Regions from separate parts of the Zea mays genome. Here regions 1 and 3 are each linked to region 2. A link is a contact called in public Hi-C data. All regions are on one chromosome and are shown on one strand. Each heading gives the region's core, a stretch centred on a gene start, on an enhancer-like site or on the middle of the called end of the contact. The rest is flanking DNA. Distances are from core to core; before and after follow the strand shown.

Region 1 (5,003 bases), core at 903-3,402, 140 kb before region 2:
TCTTTGAAGAACAGTTGAAGGATGATCAAATAAAATTAGAATTAATAAGGGGGAGTGTTAGAAAATAAACCATGTGATCTAATTTCAAGGGACAACAGTTGCTTTGGTGAATAGTTATGTCTGTCCATAAGGCACCCTTCCCCTTTGTATATATATATATGTAACCCCCTCATCAGTAATAAAGAAGGAAGTTAATTAGTCCAGGAACGTTAATGCAACAACAGCTGGGTTGATTTGATACTTTATCACAAGTGCTATGGGTTACCGTGGCTTGCTCCATGCACTCCGTGCCCTGCTGATGCCGTGGAGGAATGCCTTACAATTGGCTGGTCTGGGGAATTTTAAGAATTTTCAGTTCCCGCCGGACTATTACAATGGCCTTGCAGCGTTGTTCTTCAACACAAATGATGATGCCATCCGCAATCTATTCACCAGTGGCACCAAGAACGTGTTCCACATGTCCACTCTTTTCGTATTCTTCACTGCTATACTTGCTGGGGCTACATACATGCAGGCGCATAGTGGGGACCCTTCTTGTGGTCTGATATCGGACCATGATCCTGGACTGTTCGCACTTCTTGGCGCGACATCTTTCCTCGATCGGCGAAACAATGAGGATGACTGTGTCAGTCTGTGTGATACTTCTGGAGCTCATGTCGAACCATACATGAGGCACCTTGGTTGCTGGCGATGTTGTGTCTGGGCCACCGATCTTCTTTTCAGGCCGGCGTCGAGAGAGTGGGGAATATCGTTCAGGCGTTGAGGATCACAGGCCACAATGGGGTTCCAGTGGTCGACGAGCCACCTCTATCAGAGGCTCCAGATTCCAGAACTCGTTAGGCTTGTGCTTAGATCCCCACCTGCTAGTCATGCTAAAAGGCAAGGGCTTCATGAAAGAGAAGGTGAAGACCAGCGGTAGCTCCGTGCTTCAAAGATTTGGTGCCTTCGAGTTTGCCAAGCGCGGTTCAGGAAAGGGTCTGAAGATTGAGAACCTGGATTTCTCTGATGAGGAGATGGACATGTACGTCGATCTCCATCCAATTACAAATACGTCACCGTACACGGTGGTCGAGACCATGGCACTTGCAAAGGCCGCCGTCCTTTTCTGTGCTCTGGGACTAAAGGCACCTGCTCGCTGTGCCAAAGACCCCAGGGGTGAGCTCTCACTCTTCGAATCTTTCTCTAGAGATCAAATATTGCAGTGCTGGCCATTCTTTTGACAGCTCTCATTTTGTGTGTGTGTGTGTGTGTGTGACAAACTCTATCTGATAGCTAGTTTCTTTATTGTGCCACTGCAGAGACCTCCGATTGTTGGAATTCTGACGAGGCACGATTTCATGCCGGAGCATATTCATGGGCTGTTCCCAAACATACACAAGTCGCACTAATGGAGCACTGAATCAGTACCATATTTTGTTTTCGGTCGCCTTCACCGGTAGAAAAGAACTCAAACCATGTAGTAGTATATAATTTTTTACAGATGGTTTCGGTTATTAACTGTAAGCGCTATTTATAGTAACGGATCCTTAAAAAACGTTACTAGAAATCATATTTTTACAGACGGTTTGTTTCTAGTGGCGGTTTTCTTAAGTAACCGTTACTAGAAATCATTTTTATCTTTAATTTTATGAGTTGTACATCTCAAAAAGTTACGAAATTTTGTAGTTGACAACGTTTTTATTTGAAATCATCTTAGCTCTCAAAAGTTGCATCCGAGCTTGTCAAATTCAAAATGAAAGTTTTGCAAACGATCTCGGATAGAAAATGTATCAAAATAAAAGTTGTACAACTTCAAAAGTTATTCAACTTTATAATTGATAATTTTTTTAGTTAAGTTAATTTACGGCTTTAAATAATTAATTTACACTCAGTTAATTATAATATATGGGCAACAAAATCATATATAGTTATTATATGTCATGTTTGCTGCGCAAAAAAGAACCTTATCTGTCACGAAAATGCCCTTGCTTGCAGGGCAAGCGGATCGGCGTCCACATGGCGACGAGAGTTATCGTATTTGTAGCTGTCACATGCCCATGATCTCTCTGTCTCTCAGGATCCTTGGAAATTCGCCAGATCCTACTACAGCGACACCGGTGGCATGTACCAATCCAACCACCATAACATCGCATGGCCCGCATGCCAGTGCCGCAGTGGCCCAGGCAAAGCAAAGCAGCCCCAAGACACGGATCAAAAACCGAAAGGGGGTGAACAGTGACGGGGGGTGACACCATGATGCTTTTTTTCTTCTTCTGAAACTGCCCCTCTATATTCCGGCATGTGGTGTGGTGTCTCACCTGCTAAAAAGGCCCCCTTTTGTTGTTGTTGAGGAACCCACCATTCTCAATGGACCATGCCCTTTTTATTTCTTTCTTTTGTGTTTCTGTTCCCTCCTTCTCCTCTCCGCGGAATTACTGCGACGCCAATTGCAATTTGCAAGAGAATCTACAATAGCAAAGTCTTTCATCACTGTTGCAGTTTTTAATTGTCAAATTAGATCCCGTGTTTCTAGAGGCTTTTGAGCTTTGGTTCGTTCGCTGCACCATTGGTCTGGGACTGGGATTCTAGGGGATGGCTGGTCCACTTTCAGACTAAGAGCATCTCCAAAAGCTCCCCATAAGTCTCCCCTAAATCTATTTTTTTGGAAAAACACAAAAACATGTCTCCAACAGTTTCCCTAAAGCGCTCCTAACTTTTTCATAGCCCTTAAAACTCCCTCATTTGTAACTACAAATGAGGGGGTTTTTGGGCTCACCAGAAACAATCTACCACTTTAAGGGATCTGTTGGAGAAAGGATTAAAATCTACCCCCACTTATTATTTAGATGTCCCTTAAAACTGATTTTGAGGAGTCGTTTTATGGATAGCTCTTGGAGATGCTCTAACAGGTAACAGCCGATGTGCGTATACAGAACTAGGCCACCGTCTTGAGAGTATCCACATAATATATATACTATTAGTATTACTGGTCTACTACTAGAAGGATTAAATGCCTAAGAGCACTACAAGAAACTGGTTAAAGAATGTGGGTGAAAAAACCGTCGAACTTAATGTAATAGGTCGTCGAACTTACCATAAGAACGTGGGTTTACCGACGAATATAGCCGACGGCGATTTTTGGACGAACTTAAAGAAGTAAGTTCGACGGCCCCCACGTTCTTAAGGTTAAGAACGTGAGTACCGTCGAACTTAACATTAAGAACGTGGGTACCGTCGAACTTAAGGTTAAGAACGTGGGTTTTTAAGTTCGACGGGGCCGTCGAATTCTTTCCCATAAGTTCGACGGCACCCACGTTCTTAACCTTAAGTTCGACGGGGCCACGTGGCCGTCGAACTTATTGGTCCTGCGTGGGTCTGCGAGGGCTTCCCATTAAGTTCGACGGTACCCACGTTCTTAAACTTAAGAACGTGGGTACCCACGTTCTTAACTCTTTTCCAGAAAAAAATAAAAAATACAGAAATGAAAAATTAGACACACATAATATCACATGCAACACAGAATATCACATACAATACAGATTTCAAACACATGGATATATGTTCATATCACAAATTCACACAAGTCCATCGTTGTACAAAGATGCCTCTAAAGCACAGAAGAAGAAAATAAAAAGCAACAACAGATCTGGATGCTCACCAGTTCAGACCTCTGAAACACTTGGTAGTGAGTGACTGACTCCAGGACCAAACGATGGCCAAAAGAGAGGAACAGACCTCCAAAAAACCCGAGAGGGACAGAAACTTCAGAAAAAATACACAAGGCTCTTCTGAGTTCCGATGCAGAAAAAACTTGAGGACCCAGGTTCGCTAGCATCACAGCCTGGATATTTTTGCATGCGTTCTGTGTTTCCTTACTTGAGAGCATATATACCAATCAATCAACCCTGCCCAAACATGGAGAGCATATATACCATCTTAAAACATGCACACAAACAAACTTCGGATTTGGCAGAAAAGTACTACTTTGTGCATTTGGACCAATTCATTCTTTCACATACATTGCGAGGTCTCAAGCACATGGAGTTTTACTAACGAAACCAAATTAACTCAAGTCATAGGGCAGGGGCGCCGTACCTCCATGTCGACATCGTTACCCTTGGATGCTTCACCTGCCAAAATGGATAAACACATGATGGTTGAATCTTAGTGTTGTAATTACGTCGAGAATTTATTAGTATTAAATAACTAGTTGTAGGTCCTAATCCGTGATCTCCAATTCCTAAATTATAAGTCCCATATAAGGATGAGTACATACATTTTCTAGGCACATTGTGAGTATTTGGCCATTGAAACTGAATCGGTATTTAGGATATGTAAGGTCAAACAAAGTAGCTATCACAAACAGTTAAAGTGTCATTTCAGTTTTCCTATCGCTGTGTTGTAAAAAAGGTCATGTAGTTCATGTGTAAAATAAATATTCCAGAATCCAGACTATCAAATTTAGTGTTATAAAAAATGGAATAAAGTTTAGTGCCGTGAGAAACATATTCCTCATAGACATAAATGTAGCTTGGAACCACAGATAATTTGGTAAAACTGATAACTCACATATTCCCTAAGAATTTGCAGATATGTTGGAAGGTAGCTGGGTTTCAAGTGCTATGCAAATACATGCTTCCCAAATAAACCCAAAGTCAAACAAGGGTAAATAAGGAATAAAGTTGTCAGCACAACCTAATATACAAAATTTGGGTTCTATTCTAGTAAGTAGTAACTTCCCTAATTTGCTTCAGATAGAGGCTACGGCATGCATTACCAGTACAGATTCAAATGTTACAGCCTTACATGAAGAGTTCAAGATACGTTCAGAATTTCAGATTGCACCATAATAGAAACTAGCTTAAAGCCTTTTAAGGTACTAGGTGAGTACCCGTGCGTTGCGACAGAACCATATAATAACACGATAACTTAAGTGGGGAAATATACCGGAAATGTGTGCTCTAGTCTGTAATATGTAACATAGACATTATCGCCACTGTTTGAGACTGACAACACCCGAACAT
Region 2 (5,034 bases), core at 1,791-4,290:
CCAGCCGGCCCATCAGCGGGGGACGACACTGTGGGCACGGGCCACGCACCAGCGAGGAGGGGAGGGGACGGCGTTAGGGGGGTGACGAGGGCGAACCGGCCGAAGTCGACCGCCGGTGTGGTTCCACGGCGGTTCTCCGTCGGGGTCCCGATTTCGGGTGGTCGGGGAGGTGGCTAAGCACGGGTGGGGGTAGGGGATCATGGTGGAGGGGTTAATTTGGCCGAAGGGTGCTCGGGACGGCCGGTCCACGGCGAGGTCGCAGGCGTCCGCGGTAGTGGGATCGCCGGCGAGGTTGCCAGGCGCAATAGGTGAAGGGGAGTGGTGTGTCGTGTTCGTGAGGGAGTGATAAACCTTAAGGGCTACATTAATTTGATTAGAACTCAACAGAGAGAGGAGAGCGGAGCTCACCGGAGCGGAGGGAGGGCGCGACGGCGCGGAGCTCGATTCGGCTGAGGGGAGGGGAGAGGGAGTGGCCGAGGCCGGTGTGAAGAAGGATGGTGCTCGAGCGGTCCTTTTTATAGGCGCCCAGGGCAGGGAAGGGAGGAGAGGTGGCGAGCACCGGCGAGCTTGCCACGACGGCGATGACGGCACACAGTGGTGGCGACGGGATGGCTTGGGCAGGCGGGTGACAAGATGGCTCGGGTTGGCGCAAGGAGACAGGGGCGCAAGGCGCCAACCTTGCTGGTGAGCGTGTTAATGGCATGGCGACGGGGCGGGTGGCGACCGGCGGCGATCGCGCTGATAGCTTTGTCACGGGCGCGATGAAGGGGCTGACAAGCGGGGCCCGCTTGTTAGAGAGAGGGCGGTTGCGAGGGAGCGAGGGCGAGCGCGGCTGATGGGTGGGGCCGGGCTGACAGCGGCGGAGGGAGGAGCGCGTGCGCGCGAGCGGAGATGGGACGTGGGAGAGAGGAGAGAAGGTTGGGCCGGAATTCGGCCCAGCCGAGGGGGAGAAGATTTTCCTTTTTCTTTTTCTATTTCCATTTCTATTTCTATTTCTATTTCTATTTCTTTTATCTCCTTTTTCTTTTGAACAAATATTTAGCTATATATTCTTAGGTGTCAAAAAAATATTCTATGTGAGGTGCTACTAACAATCATGGTGTATGCACATGATGAAATGTCTTATGAAGTGGGGTCTAGGGGATAATCAAGGGGGGGCTAGGAGATTAGGGTTTCTAACCTTGGGATTAAATTTTGGGATGTTATAACTAGCCACCAAGTCGTGGTCACACCTTGCAGCCCCACGTGCCATGGAGACACCAGCACCTCCGTTGAGACATCGTGGCTCCGCGGCGCAACTAGGTGCCTAGACTTGACCGACTAACTGTCATTGCGTGTCCGTCGTCCGAGGCTTCAATCCACCGTAGTTAGGGCGTCACCGCGTGCCAGGACAGACAACCAGGGGCAAGGTCCCATCGTGCCAATGTCCAAGCCTACCCAGCTAGTGGCCACCCGACCTGGCCTCCCCTGCTCTGGTGCTTGCAGTACTAGGCTGCAGATGGGGCATTAGCGATTGGAAAATGTCAAAGAGGACAAGCAGCCAGCCAGCAACTGAGCAACAACCAATAGATGCATTTAGATTTAAAACTTTTGAAATAGTTGTATGAAATTTGAGTTTAGTAGACTAGTTATTGAATCAGTTATGACCATAGCGTGTGTGCTTAATTATAGGTTATACATATAATTAACTATATATGTCGATATACATGTTTTAATCTTCTAAAAAATCATCCTATAAAAAAATTCGAATACCCACTCTCTAAATCCTGGGCCCGCCACTGCCGTGGACGGGAGCTAGGAGCAGGGCTGCAACGGCGTGATGTGCACACATTGCCTCCGCGACAGCCTCCGAGACGCTCAGATCATCTCCAACTATCCCCCCATATTTCTCTCCTTATCTATACTTTCTATCATATTTTACTACATCACTCAAAAGATATTCCCTTCACATTTAGAACGTCTACAATCATTCACTCTATCCAGCTCCCAATATATATATATATATTATAATTTAGTTATTTGACATTTTTACATCAGTTTTTGAAGTTTGAAAAAATCATAAACTATTTATACTACCATAATGCACATTATTTTCATATTATCGTACTTAAATATGTTAATATTACATAGAAATATAGTGATTAAAGTATGAGGGGAGATTAGAACTCACCCCATATGTGGGGAGTTTCTTCAGTCTCCCCCTACATGCTTGTTTGGGTAATCTCAGATTGGAGTGGATTGAGGTGGTATGTGGTGTATTGAAGTGTAATATGAACTAATTTTTCTTTCAATCCCCTTCAATACACCTCAATCCATTTCAATCCCTCTACACCCAAACAAAGCCTACGGGGTAGACGGTAGGGGAGCTGTTGGAGGGGTTGCTCCCCAAATATTACTCTACCGGTTCGAAACCTGCGGACCCGTCCTGAACCGGCCCATTGCCAATCATAGCGGGCAGCCCACTTCATGCACGCACCGCGCATGTGAGTCGTGTCGAACGAAGGAGCAGCAAATGGGGGTGTCCGATCGATGTGAAGCGGGTCGGGTTGTTTCTTCTTTTGCTCAGCCTGTCTAGCGCCTGGGAGCCAGGCTCCGGCTGGCCAAGCCCAATGCAAGGGGAGGAATGTGCAGTGTTCGGTTGTCACTTGCCAGACTTCGCTGCCGCGTCTGGCTATTTTCTTCTGTCTCTGTGCTTTGGTGGGCATCACACGGCATCACGCGTCGCGAGCCAGGCGCTGCGCCGGAGGAATGAAGAATTTTTTTCCCGCCCGCCGCGGGCGGCGAGTCTGGCTGGCGGACTGGTTTTGCATTACACGAACCTGCTGTGGCCATTGGCCATTGCATCGCCGGGGTCTGGTTGGGGCGTTGTGCATTGCAGGGACCAAACGCACTCTGAGCCTCTTAGTTTACGGCCCAGCCCACGACGCACACCTCGTTCTCTGGGCGTCTGGAAGCAACAGGGGCACCAACCAGCTCGGCTCCTCCGTTCCGCCCATAAAAGATGCGCCCCACTCATTTCTGTTTCATTCCCTTCTCCATCCACAACTGTCCTCCACACACACCCACACACGCCACACTGAGGAGCCCTGAGCCCTCCGCCCTTAAACCCTAGCGAGCGAGCCAGCGAGAGGTCTCATCCCCACCAACACCACCCATGGAGCTCCGCCTCTACCACCTCGCGCTGCTGCTCGGCCTCGTCGCCTGGGCGGCGGCTGCTGCCACGGGAGCCGAGGCGCAGCCGGTGTGCGACCCCTCCATCATCGCCACCCAGATCGCGCTCTTCTGCATGCCGGACATGCCCACGGCGCCCTGCTGCGAGCCGATCATCGCCTCCGTCGACCTCGGCGGCGGCGTCCCCTGCCTCTGCCGCGTCGCCGCCCAACCGCAGCTCGTCCTCGCCCGCCTCAACGCCACCCACCTCCTCGCGCTCTACGCTTCCTGCGGAGGACAACACACCGTGGGCGCTCACCTCGCTGCCGCCTGCCAAGGTACATCACGGTCGCACTCTCTCTCTCTCTCTCTCTCTCTCTGTGCGTGCGTGACCTGTGCGCGTGAGTGCGGTGTGTGCGCGAGGGTGTGTGTTCGCTCGGATCGAGTGGTGGTCTGCCGTGATCCTAGTGTACTGTTCTACTGTGTCTTCGGATTTGGTTTTTGAGCTTTTGGCGTGCGTTTTTGTGTCATGGTATTTCGTTGCGAGTTCCCGTCTTCCGCTGTGGCGACGAACCCGTACCGTACGTCTTGATAAAGTTTGTTCGATTTTTCTTCGCAAGAGCGCTACTACTGGGTGGGCATATTTGGGGCGAGATCACCAGTGGCTCCATAGTCCATACGCGCGCGACTCGTGTTTTTTAGCCTATTCTATTTGGCCTGAATTTTGAAAAAGTTTGTTCGTTTAATTGGTTGCCTTCTCTGGGCTTGTTTTGCCCCATTGATCACGTGACCCGTTTCTGATGTTTTTGCTTACTGAAATATACATTTGCTTTAGTATTAAGCGACGCACGGACGCTGCGTTTCTTTTTCACTTATTCCTTTTTGCGTCATTGTCTGCTTGTTCTTTGTTGCTCGAAAGTTTGCTGGCCTGAATTCTGAACATAGAGAGTAACTGCCCTCTGGGCTCTGGCCTCTGCAGGAGCAGGCTGCAAGCCGGTTGCAGAACCTGCAGCAGCGCTGCAGCCTTTCAGGATGCCGGCAAAGACCAGCCCCGTTTCTCTTGCCCGTTTGTTTTCTTGGCCCGCACGAAATGGCGCCGCGTCGCATGCTTTTCTACGCGAGAGACGATACTGCCCTTGCACTAATTATCACTCTTGTTGTTTTATTTTTGAACGTGAAATTATTGCATGTCTGGGCGGACTATAACGCTGTTAAAAACTTAAAATCACGTGCTATTGCCTGCAGGTCCGTCACCTCCCGCCACCGTTCCTGTTATCGCCCCGCCGCCGCCCGCCGCGCCCCGCCTCAAGCAGCCAACACGTACGAAGCCGCTGTCACCTAGTCTGCTCTGTGCTATTTCCGCTTTAACTTTTCGCGCGCTCTGTTTGATTGATGCGAGAATTGGACTAATCCGTGCTGTGCATAATTTTCTGTTGCGATGTTTGGCAGGCGAGGCCCCTCCCCCTCCGCCACAAAGCGAGAAGCCGTCCCCGTCGCCCCAGCAGCAGCCTGGCGTCGCCGCCGCCCACGGCAAGGCCATCCCCACCAGTTCGGCCGCCAACTTCTCCACGCTGGCGCCGGCCGCCGCGCCCACGACTCCCACGCCACCACACTCTGGCTCCGACAACGGGTGCGTCGTCGTCTCCTCCACGATTGTCATCTTCGTCATCGCCGTTATCACCATCCTCGAATGAGCCTCACGGCGCCGGCCCGGCCGGCCGCCAACCATCGCCGGTGCCTGGATAGAGCCCGTAGCAGCAGCAGAAGTCGTAGTGCAACTCGTTTTCAAGATCCCCCTTTGGCAGTAGTAGTAGTATCATCACCAGTGGTAGCTAGTGCCACTAGGTCATCGTAGTTCTGTTGCATCTCAGTATAGTAACGTGA
Region 3 (5,075 bases), core at 1,960-4,459, 130 kb after region 2:
TGTAAACTTGAGGAGGAGACCGAACGAAACCTAATTCCAGCGTTCATGTATTTCTACCCTATCAGACATGTGAAGACCTGCTCCACAGTCCACACATTCCATGCGACAGCGAGCTGGCGCGGCTGAGGAAAAGTATATAATACAGATATAAAGTTGATGTATAGAGTAAATATTATTGTAGTAGATTATGATATAGAGTAGAGAATCTTTCTAATAAGAATATAATTTTTTTAAGTATTAATTTAGAGTAAGAGTGCGGATAACCTAAATACCCTTATATACAGAGATAAGAACAGAGCCTTTCCACGTCAGCAAGTTCCCTTGCTGGGCGTGGGCCCAGATGCTCCAAGCCACACAAAATATCTCGGTGTGGAGCTCAGATTCGCGAATCTGGTCGCTTTGATACTGAAAATTGTTACGGCAACCCCACAATCCATGCTTGTTTTTTATATTTCTCGTTTGATTAGATCTGCATGAATGTCCACTACATATAGGAGCATGGAATATAACTCTACCAAGCGTTCTTCTAATAAGGTATTTATACATTTGTACAACAAATAGTATGAAGATTTCATAAGTGCTCATGTCCATAGTATACAATGAAACGATGTTATGCACAGTCCAAAATCTAAACATTAACATATGGGATTGTGCACTAAAAACAGATACCAAGCGTTCTTCTAGTAAGGTATTTATACATTTGTATAATAAATAGTATGAAGATTTCTTAAGTGCTCACGTCCATACTATACAATGAAACTATGTTATGCACAGTCCAAATTATAAACATTGACATATGGGATTGTACATTAAAAACAGAAAGAAATAGTGTCTCAAATATGAAACATATTAAGGATATTGAAAATTTTAGAAGTATGGGATTGTACATCACTCCAAGCAATATTTTTGGAGACAAGTATCTCAAATCATGATATTTGGTATACATGTGCTAGAAGCTAGTCATAGATAAAAACTTTAGGTTAGAGTGGATACTCTAAAAATTCCATGATAACTACTAAACTATGGTATTAAAGGTAGAATTTTGTATAAGGTAGCCAAATACCTATTGGGAAAAATATCATGGTATATAAACATATAAAAATATTTTGCTTTCAAAAACACCCTCTCTACAGTGTTTAGAAAGAGGAAAACCCACAACCGTAACGACAACGGTTCTAAGGAAAATGTTAACCAAGTAGAGTTATGCTTTTTCTAGGGGAGTGAGTGGAGAATTTAGGCTATTCCTAGTGGGCAGTATCATACACATTAATAAGATGGCACATAGGATTTTTTCGTGATGTGTTAAGCTATTTAATAGGAGGGAGAGAAAAATTGTATCTTAAGTAAGATGCTGTTTTGGCATGATGTCTTAGGTTGTGGCAAAAAAATAATGCTTGGGTCCATTCTAATAGACACAACATCATACCAATTAAATAATAAAAACATAAGTATGATACTATACAATGTGGAGAGTGTATCTTGTATCAGTATCATATTGTTCATCCTATATGACATTCTTGGATATTTGAGTATAATACTTTGGACTGGGAATAACCTTATGTGATTGAATGTTCATTGAAAAAGGGTGACGAGTTGTGATAAAAAGGAGTGTTAGGGCAATTGCAGACTTTCAGGAGTAACCTCCATATATATGTGGACCATCATTTTTTTGTCACTAGATGTTGGATGAATCACTCACTGAATGAATAACCTCTCACTGGAAAAGATATAAGTGTTCTTCAATTCCCAGATAAACAAGAGGAAGAACTGTGCATATGTTAAGGACGGCCTCTGCAACCCATAACATAAATATAAACCTATAGTTTACCATAGAGTAACGCTTGAGAGTTTGAAAACAAAAGATGGTGCCTGTCTTCCTAATGTGATGAATCGCATGTCCTTTTTTGTGATGATGATTCGATCCCATACATTTTATATTTATGTTTCTACTAAGGTGCATCCAATTTAGCCAAGATACGATATTCTGTAGCATAAGGTAAGATGTACACATTTTTGCACTACCTGTTGTTATATACATAAGGATATGTATAATTGTTCAGGCAACCATAATCTTTAAGACAATACCGTGTTAACCAGATACTCTATAGTAATAGACAAGCGACTATGTGAATATAGTAGTCTAAAGAGTATTCAATTGTTGAATGATATGTGTTCATATGTAATACAATAGACGATACCTCTATAGTGCGAAAGTTGTCTAAGGGCTAGTTTAGAAACCTAATTTTTTCCAAGGGTTTTATATCTTTCAAGAGAAATTAGTTATTTTTTACTGGAAAAATAGAGTTTCCAAACTAACACTAAGAAAGTTTTTTCTCATACTTACTAGACGATGTCTTTGTAATTTTCTTTCAGGTTAGATAAAATTATACGTGATACCTCTCCTAAACTATTAATATCACCTAAACCTCTATACACGCCATAAAGGGTGCTACCGAGTGAGGAGGCAAACATTGGAACATTAATCTTAATGTACTTTCTCTGTTCCAAATATCGTTCACGCTTTTTGAGAAGTAAATATTTTTAACTTTGACCAAATATATACTCTCTACTTGACTTTTCCCCAAAATTGTAATCATTCGGCTTACTAAAAAACATGACATATCATTTATTTTGTTATAATTTATTTTATCAAGCGTGACTTAACATTTTACATTTCAAATAAAATGAGTGATTAATCTTTTGAAAAAATCAACCGCGTAATATACTTGTGAATAGATGGAGTATAAAACATTAATATTTATAATATATAACTAGTAGATAGACCGTTGAATTTAATTTTATAATAAACTTATTTTTAGATACAAATATTGCTAATTAATTTAAGAAAGTTTTACCGGTATAAATACCATAGCTACACTTATTTTCTCTGTATGTAATAATGTCACTTCAATTATTTTTATTTATTCGAGTCGGCAATACTTTGCTTTTCAGGAGCTGCCACTGCCACAGTGGTACGTGTACGTCTAGCATTTTGCTTCCCATCAGGATGGCCACATGCCTCGTTATGCAAATCCCAGCTGCAGCACATATTGTGCTTCCATCTCTAACAGGCCCCGAAGTCCTCAAGAATTACTCCAAAGCACAAAGCCAATCGGCAACGGGCCAACCGCTGGCAGCACAAACAGAACAGGGAGTCAATTACGGAACAACTGACGCCCTTATCTGTAAAATCAGATGTAAAGTAACGCAAAACCGCCCCCGGTTAAAAATTCCGAACGCATCACGCAATCGAGAAAAACACAAACCGAAAAACCTCCTCTACAGTCCCATCTAGGCGCCCCTCCTCGGCTCCGATCCAGTTTCGCCGGCGGCCATGTCGCAGCCGGCGGCGACGGTGGCCGCGGCGGCGCAGCCGCAGGGTCGCGGCCCCGCGGGGCGCCAGGGCGGCCTGGGGCAGAGCATCGCAGGCATCGTGCGGATGGCGGTGTTCTGGTACTTTGCGTCCAAGTTCTTCGGGCCCAAGCGCCCACCCGCGGACCCCGGGATGCTCATGTCCAACCTCTTCCAGAAGGGCGAGCCAATGGTGAGAACGTCCTCGGCCATCTTGCGAGATTTCGGTTCGAAGATGCGTCTTAGGTCGATCGCGGCTTGCTCGTCAGTGGGTTTAGGTTCTGTAGTGCGGGTAGTTTGGTTATGTTTGTTCTGATGTCAAGGTAATTTTAGGATTTAATTGTCTGACCTTTCCTTTGGTTGCTGTGATCCGGAAGCTGTAGTTGTTAGGGGCACTCATGGGTGCTGTTCGCAAGAGGAATTGACTACTTAGCGGACGCAGAAGCGTTTGTTTTTACTTGTTCGAGTGCAAGGGAGATATTTTCAGGCCTAGTGATCACCTCATATTGGTGTTCTGCATCACCAACATTCCTTTTATTGTGATAAAAAAGGATAGCGCTTTGGGTGTGTTAATTGGATCTCAGGAGGCTAAGCTGATTGTTGCTAATGATTTTTTCAGAAATAGTATAAACCCTAGAAGTTTTGTGAACTTTGGTCATGACATGCTGCTGCTGAATTCAGCAAGTTGTGTGAACATGTAGGTGCAGTGCTATTGGTGACTTTATGTTTAGAACTTTTGTAGTGTTTAAGCTAGGGTTTTGACTTTTGAATAATCTATTTGGGACAGAGGAGGGGTTGTTCGTTATGTTTATGCTGGAATGGAAATATCTCCTAGTTGTTTAGATTAGGTTTGGTGTGTTCAAGGTTGGCTGTTGGATTCAGTTTTCAAACTCTGTAATTGTACCATGTGGATTTTGTTGCTGTAGTATCAGCATATTCGACAAAATGTATAGTGCAGAGTTCATTCGTTAGGCCTTCCCTGGGCCAGTAGCCATTTTTGAATTTCTATAAACACCAAGTGCATTGTGGCTATTTTGCTGCAGGATATGTGGATGTATTTGTCAGAGAACGAGAAGTTCAACGATTTTGCTAATGAGGATGCACTTATTTGGCACGAGGCAAACATACCATATGCAGTCTGGGGACCTACCAGTACTAGAACACGGTCATTAACGTACTATCCGTCAGAGGTAGGCTACTAACTGCAGTAACATTAAACATTATTTCATGCATTTATGGTCTATTTCTTTTAAATTTTGTGTATGTACTGTTACAGGCTCTCAAGCATAATGGCTCTTTGTATGCTCATGTTTACTTCGCCCGTTCGGGTTATCCTGTGGACCCTACAGATCCAGAATATGAGCAGAAATCTTCGTTTGGGAGGACCCATCGTATGTATTATTGTTTTCCAGCATGATCTTCCTTTATATGATCTCGCATACTTATGTAATACTGATTACATTGTACCTGTCCTTTAGCTGTTGTGGCATTCTTGCCAAAATCAAAAGCTGGTAAAAAGAAGAGCTTGCTTGGAGATTCAGAAGAGCCTGAAGAGAAAGCACCGCGCAATAAGGTTATTGTTTTCATCCTTTGTCGCTCAAATTTATGGTATTCCTTGTATCTTCCAAGCTAACAAAATTCTTACTTGATCTGCAGGAGAATAAAGAATCTGAGGATAAAGATGAGGGTCCGACTGAATATATATCTTATTGGAAACCAAATGT

What was found. Hi-C and Micro-C count contacts between places; a contact is called where the count stands out from the background.
Region 1: a contact with region 2 is called in a Hi-C map of tassel, with 5 times the contacts expected there. The contact joins the enhancer-like site here to the promoter of LOC100272822 in region 2. A contact is called at or near these places in 7 of 25 Hi-C or Micro-C datasets (ear, leaf, leaf mesophyll and 2 more).
Region 3: a Hi-C map of tassel shows a contact between it and region 2, with 3 times the contacts expected there. The contact joins the promoter of LOC100381598 here to the promoter of LOC100272822 in region 2. A contact is called at or near these places in 4 of 25 Hi-C or Micro-C datasets (ear, leaf and tassel).

What each region holds. Positions count from the first base shown.
Region 1 is chr2:49,157,524-49,162,526 of Zm-B73-REFERENCE-NAM-5.0, forward strand. It overlaps the pseudogene LOC103648624. Among protein-coding and RNA genes, the nearest start is that of LOC103646416, 18 kb to the right of the region's middle. Within about 2 kb of position 2,153, at least 17 of the 20 cell types and tissues checked have an H3K27ac peak or open chromatin away from gene starts, as enhancers often do. A contact at or near this core is called in ear, leaf, leaf mesophyll and 2 more, where this site is marked.
Region 2 is chr2:49,301,031-49,306,064 of Zm-B73-REFERENCE-NAM-5.0, forward strand. It overlaps LOC100272822, which reads left to right and starts at 3,041. Exons shown (of 3, transcript NM_001147275.1): 1 at 3,041-3,488; 2 at 4,396-4,470; 3 at 4,600-5,034. The coding sequence starts at 3,155. The coding sequence ends at 4,844.
Region 3 is chr2:49,431,758-49,436,832 of Zm-B73-REFERENCE-NAM-5.0, forward strand. LOC100381598 reads left to right here and starts at 3,210. Exons shown (of 12, transcript NM_001329499.1): 1 at 3,210-3,544; 2 at 4,395-4,541; 3 at 4,628-4,742; 4 at 4,830-4,924; 5 at 5,008-5,075. The coding sequence starts at 3,335.